Regions from separate parts of the Sus scrofa genome. Here region 2 is linked to region 1. Evidence: chromatin contacts called from public HiChIP or PLAC-seq data. All regions are on one chromosome and are shown on one strand. The core of a region is the stretch at or near the end of the contact, and the rest is flanking DNA. Distances in the headings are between cores, read along the strand shown. Region 1 overlaps NFATC2 (nuclear factor of activated T-cells 2). Region 2 overlaps ATP9A (ATPase phospholipid transporting 9A (putative)).

Region 1 (2,700 bases), core at 53-2,552:
TTCCATGTCTTGGCTATTGCGAATAGTGCTGCTGTGAACATGTGGGTGCATGTGTCTTTTTGAATTATAGTTTTGTCCGGCTATATGCCCAGGAGTGGCATTGCTGGGTCACATGGTAGTTCTCTAGTTTTCTGAGGAACGGTCATACTGTTTGCCATAGTTGTGGTGCCAACTGACATTCCCACCAACAGTGCAGGAGGGTTCCCTCTTCTCCACACCCAGGGGATTTTCTTGACAGGCTCCTCCTTGACCATCAGCTCTCACACTCTGTCCCGTTCCGTCCCATTGTCCTGCCCTCTTTTCTTGGTAGCACTTAGCTCTATTGGATTTGCCTTGTCTATTTGTTCACTCATTTGTTTTCTTGTTTCCCCCCCCTGCCCCCCCCGGTTAGGGTTCCTTGAGGAAGAAGACTTGGTGTTTGCTCTGGTATCTGCAGAATCTAGAACAGTCCCTGGCACTTCATAGGTGCTTATACATATTGTTGAATGAACATGTCATCTCCTTTGATAATCACATGGGCCCTGAGAGGCTGGCAGCCTTAGCCCCATTTTATAGATAAGGTAACGGAGGCTCACAGAGGTCAAGCCATGGACCCCAGGTCAGCTCACTGCTAGTGACAGAGCTGGAATCCCAAGCAGCATTTGTTATTGTCACCCCCCAACACCCCCAGAAATCTCTCTAGTCACATTCAAGAGGACGAAGAGGAACCAAACAGATCAGGACCTTTCCTATTTACTGTTTTCAGCAATTGCTGAAAAGCCGTTCTATAGTCTCTGCAATTGAAAAAATGTGTAACCTTCCAGGCGAAGTTCACGCCGGGAAGTCCAGGCTGTTCCTGACTTCAGCTGGGAACCCTGGCCCCCGGCCACCCAGGCCTCAGGCGGAGTCGGGGGTCCCAGCAAAACATTGCAAAACAGGAAAAAATCTAAGGACACAAAAATAAAAGTGATGTGGCAGCGGAAACGGGGTTGCCATGGCTCTGAGCGACTCGCCGCGCCTGGGTGGGATCCAGTGTTTTGGAAGGTTCCTCCACATGACACAGGGTTTTGGAATTTTTCAGCTGGTAAATCTTTCTTAATTCAGGGCCCCCGGCCCCCGCCAAGGAGCTCCCTGGCTCTCTGTGTCCCGCGGGGGCGTAGGTTGGAAACGTGCCTGTGTTGGATTACTCAGCTTTGAAACTTAAATTGTTTGAAGAGGACTTGTTTTGTTTTGTTGGACGATTTTCTTGGAACAGTCTGATGGCAGAGGCTTCTATCACCTGTTGAGAGGGCAAACTGACTTTTTCGAAAGGAGGCGTGGGTGGTGGAATTCCCTCTTTCCCACTGAGTCATCATCCGAATATGAGTCATTTTATGACTTGGAGGTTCCCAAAGGTTGTATTTTGAGCTTTGTTTAATAAATATAAATGCATAGGCTTAAAATAAAAATTTTTTGCTAAATTAAGTAGTTTTCCATGAATTAGTACCCTGGAAACGCTGGAACGGTCTTCGAGAAAACACCTCCTCTTCCCACCTGTTTTTCTCCACGGCTTTGGTTCCACGCGGTCTGGTGTTTGCTGAAACAATAGACCTCGTCTGGGAGCCTCTCTGCCTTGGACTCCCCTCTGGGAAAGGTCAGACTCCAAGCTGGGCTTGACCATGACTAAGGCTCTGGAGACCTTTGCCCTTGGTGACTCATGTCCACAGTGTCATCGGTCCCCTGGGCTGGAGCCCACCACTTAGATGCAGCTGGCTGGGATGTGAAGCTTTGCTCCAAAGGCAGAGGCTAGCTCGCTGCTCTGAAGCCCCACTGGAGACAGAGAAAATGGCCTTATTTTCAGAGGCCTGAATTGTTGCCCAAATTTCAGTCCTCTTGCATGAGAGAACAGACTTTGGAGTGAAAGAATCCTGCTGTTTAAATGCCTTCAAAAGAGGACACAGAGAAATGAGGTTTCTAATTAACTTGGGTCGTAGTGTTTCCCCATCAGAAATTGCTCTTGGCGCCAACAGATGTTCTGTGATTTGCAATTAGCAGGTGGGCATTTCCACCCTGGTCAAGAAAATCATAATACCTTTTATTAATGAACGGTCTGACACCCTGTTGTGCTATTTTTTCCTTTATGTTTGGTTGAACGCCTTTTTTTTTTTTTTTTTTTTTTTTTTTTAAAGTAAAAATTGTAGATCTCTAAGCCGTAAGCAGGCTGGATTGTGGATCATCCAGACTGGGCTTGAAGCCTGGATAGGCCTCATATTTTGTGCTTTGGGATTCAGTTTCCCCATCTTTAAGAGGGAGTCGGTAGTTATTTTAACACTAAAAGGAGATCAAAGATCTGAAAGGGTCGGACCATGGAAGGTGCCCAGAAAAGTCAGCTGACCTTGCACGTGTCCCCTGGAAGCAGGGAAGGCAGGCCTGTGTTGGTTTCTTGTCCGGGAGAAGAACCCTTCCTGGCAGGAGTTTCTCCCCTCCTCTCACCCCGGAGCCATCAGACTCCTGCTGTCACGCCTCAGTGACAGCCCACCCCCTGCCCCCAACTAACAGATGGGGAGGCCACTTGCTGGCTCGCAGAATGAGGTTGGCTGACTTGCTTGAGGCGACAGAGCACGTCAGAGGAAGACTGGGTCCCACACCCCCCACTTCCTCGTTCCCAGAGGGACTGGCTCTGTGAGCTGGGGTGGAGCATCGCTGAGAAGAGGCGCCTCTAGGATGGGATGCAAGAGGAGC
Region 2 (2,700 bases), core at 85-2,584, 130 kb before region 1:
CATTAAGAAATATACAAGGAGCTTTACAGCTTTTTTTCCGTCTCCCTTTCTCTTAATGTAAAACTTTCTTGCAGTTGTTGATATATACTTCTTAGGAAAGATTTCCATTTACTCTGTCCATTCCATCTTGGAAAAAAAACGTACTTTGTGCTTTGCGGCGGAACCGAGACACACGTGAGCAGCCCTGCTCGTATTTGGAGCCGTGCGGCACCGTCTCATGGAGCTCGTCATCCCCGTGGCTCTGTCTTCCCCAAGGCTGTGTGGCTGGAGACACTGTCTCTTGGTGTCACTGGGCAGTGTCCCTGAATATTGTATTTGTGGGGGGCAGGTGGGGAGCGTGGCATTTGTCCCCCAGCTTGCGGCTCCTGTGTTATCTCGTTGGCGTGGGGGGGACCGTGAACTTCTCGAGGTCTCCTTGACGTCCTCAGTAATAGGTTATCTGTGATCCTCATGGCAAGTGTTCACCAGGACAGCACTTTTTGATTAGAGGGAAGCTCTGGTACAGAGCTTGAATGTAGCAGGAACTCCCAGATGATTTAAATTCTTGATCCTGTGATGACACGTGATCCTGCGTGATTTGAGCGGTTCAACTTTCATTGTCTGCCAGCGTGGCTTGTCGCTGTTGCCCAATAAAGCTTGTGTACTTTCTGCCTTGGGGGATCATTTTAATTTGTGCAGAAACATGAAATTCTGGTGTCAAAATGAGGGCTTTTTCTTACAGTGCTCCTGTTTTGTGTGTATCTCATGGTACGTAAACTGTAAATAGCTTTTTCTCCAGTTAAAGTGTTTTAATTTCAGCAAAACAAAACCCCCAAACCCATGCATTATTTATTATTCTGTGCTGTTGTCTATTCCAGACGTGTCAGAATTTCAAAACATGATCTGTATAAATAGAAAAAAGACAAACATATTTTATGATTCATATTTTATTTATGCACACAGTCCTTGATTGCTTTGGATCCTCTTTTCAAATTTTTTTTTATTTTTTAAAAATTTAATTGGAGTGCAGTTGACTTAAAAATGTTGTCTTAGTTCCAGGTGTGCAGCAGAGTGGATCAGCTGTGTGTCTGTTCCTCTTCAGATTCCTTTCCCATTTAGGTCACCACAGAGTATTGAGCAGACCCCTCTTTATTTTCCCACCGAGTGATGGAAGATTTAGGAACCCGGTCGCTTAAGTTTTAGGGAGAAGTGGATTTTAAGCTGTTATGTAGGCTGCAAAGGACATCGTGTTCTGGTCGTTTAATTCAGTGATCCTCAACCAGGGGTGATTTTGTCCCGCCGGGGACATGGGGTCATGTCTGACGTCATTTCTGGTTGTCACCGCGTGGGGGGTGGTGCTCCGCTGACGTCTAACGAGGACAATGCTGGGACACTGCTCGTGGGTGCATAGGACTGCCCCACAGCAGAGGATGGATCACCCGCCCAACAGCAAAAGTGCCGAGGTTGAGGAAGCCGCGTGTAGTCGGCACGTGTGCGTTCTGCCGTTTGTAAGCCGCTGTCCTCACTTCCAAACGGGCCCGGCCGTGGAAACTCCTGCCTCAAGAAGCCAGTGCCGCATCCACCTGGCCCGGCGTTTGCATTTGCAGCTCTGGGCGCAGTGGGCCGCTGCTCTCCGCTCCCTGGCTCTCAGCTGCAAGGGCCCTTCTCAGCTTAAGGGTTAGAAGGGGGTTTGTACACGAGCTGTGCCTCCGTCCGCGGGGGCTCCCTGGGCCCTCGGGGGACGCATGCGCTCAGGAGCAGCGGGACAGTACTTTTCCTGTGCCGTGAAGGTGGAGTCTTCAGACAGCCCTGGCCTGCTGTGAAATTCCATGCCCGCGCCGACCCTCCTCCAGTGGAGCCACTAGGGGGAACTTGAGGACCGAGAGATGCTTCTGCTTCCTGTTTTCATCACCCGGCCGGCCCAGCAGGCCCGACTGTTCTGCGTCAAGATGCTCCTTTCATAGCTTCAGAATTTATTTCATGGCCAGCGGCTCCGTTGAAAACAGGCATTTCTTTTTATGTTGTTGACCAGACTATTTTGCTGGACTAAACTTGAAAAAAAAAAAAAAAAAAAACCAACAACACAAACTGAGCAGGATGGGGGTGGGGGTGAGATGAATATTTATTTGATCTCAGATATTTGCATTTTTGAATAATTGGCAACCAGGGAGGCTTGCCCTCCTCGCTGTCCAGGCTAATAAGGTTTGGAGACGAAATGTTCTAACACCCCAAGTACTTTAACTGTTTTTGTTATGAAACTTTGCAGGGTGACATGAAGCTCTGCGGTATTTGTGAGGAGATCTGTAAATGATGGATTTGCTCACCTCAAAATAGAACTGTAGCCGCTCCAAACTTTCCACAAGTCGGAGCACAGTAACAGAATTCATTCAGGACTTGCTAGTTTCCTACTTGAAATGTGTTACATAACAGAACAGTCCCGCCTTCGCGCCTCTCAGAACTACCCATGAAGTGATGGTGAAATTTATCCTTAAAAGCTAGAAATAGCTTTGCTAAACTCTGGGAAAAAGATGAGTTTTTTTTTCTTCTGATATCCCCCCCTTTTTTCACCCAAACATTGCATAATGTTAAAAAAAAAAAAAAAAAGTCAAATCTTTCCGTGGGGTTTAATTTCATCCTCCATGTGGCTGTGGTCGGAGGGGTAACTTAAGTACTTTGGGGGCTGGTGGATTTTTGGAGGATCACGCACTCCCGGGTCGGTTT

Evidence for each region. HiChIP or PLAC-seq counts read pairs in DNA pulled down with a chosen protein or histone mark.
Region 2: an H3K27ac HiChIP or PLAC-seq map of skeletal muscle shows a contact between it and region 1. The contact joins two enhancer-like sites. A contact is called at or near these places in 4 of 47 Hi-C or Micro-C datasets (embryonic fibroblasts, heart right ventricle and skeletal muscle) and 1 of 2 datasets of contacts at active chromatin or transcription factors (skeletal muscle).

Annotation. Positions count from the first base shown.
Region 1 is chr17:52,799,258-52,801,957 of Sscrofa11.1, reverse strand. All of the region lies in intron 6 of NFATC2 (nuclear factor of activated T-cells 2), which reads left to right. Among named protein-coding and RNA genes, the nearest start is that of NFATC2, 90 kb to the left of the region's middle. Within about 2 kb of position 1,302, at least 35 of the 83 cell types and tissues checked have an H3K27ac peak or open chromatin away from gene starts, as enhancers often do. A contact at or near this core is called in skeletal muscle, where this site is marked.
Region 2 is chr17:52,934,120-52,936,819 of Sscrofa11.1, reverse strand. It overlaps ATP9A (ATPase phospholipid transporting 9A (putative)), which reads left to right. Exons shown (of 28, transcript NM_001114672.1): 28 at 1-651. Among named protein-coding and RNA genes, the nearest start is that of NFATC2, 45 kb to the right of the region's middle. Within about 2 kb of position 1,334, at least 30 of the 83 cell types and tissues checked have an H3K27ac peak or open chromatin away from gene starts, as enhancers often do. A contact at or near this core is called in skeletal muscle, where this site is marked.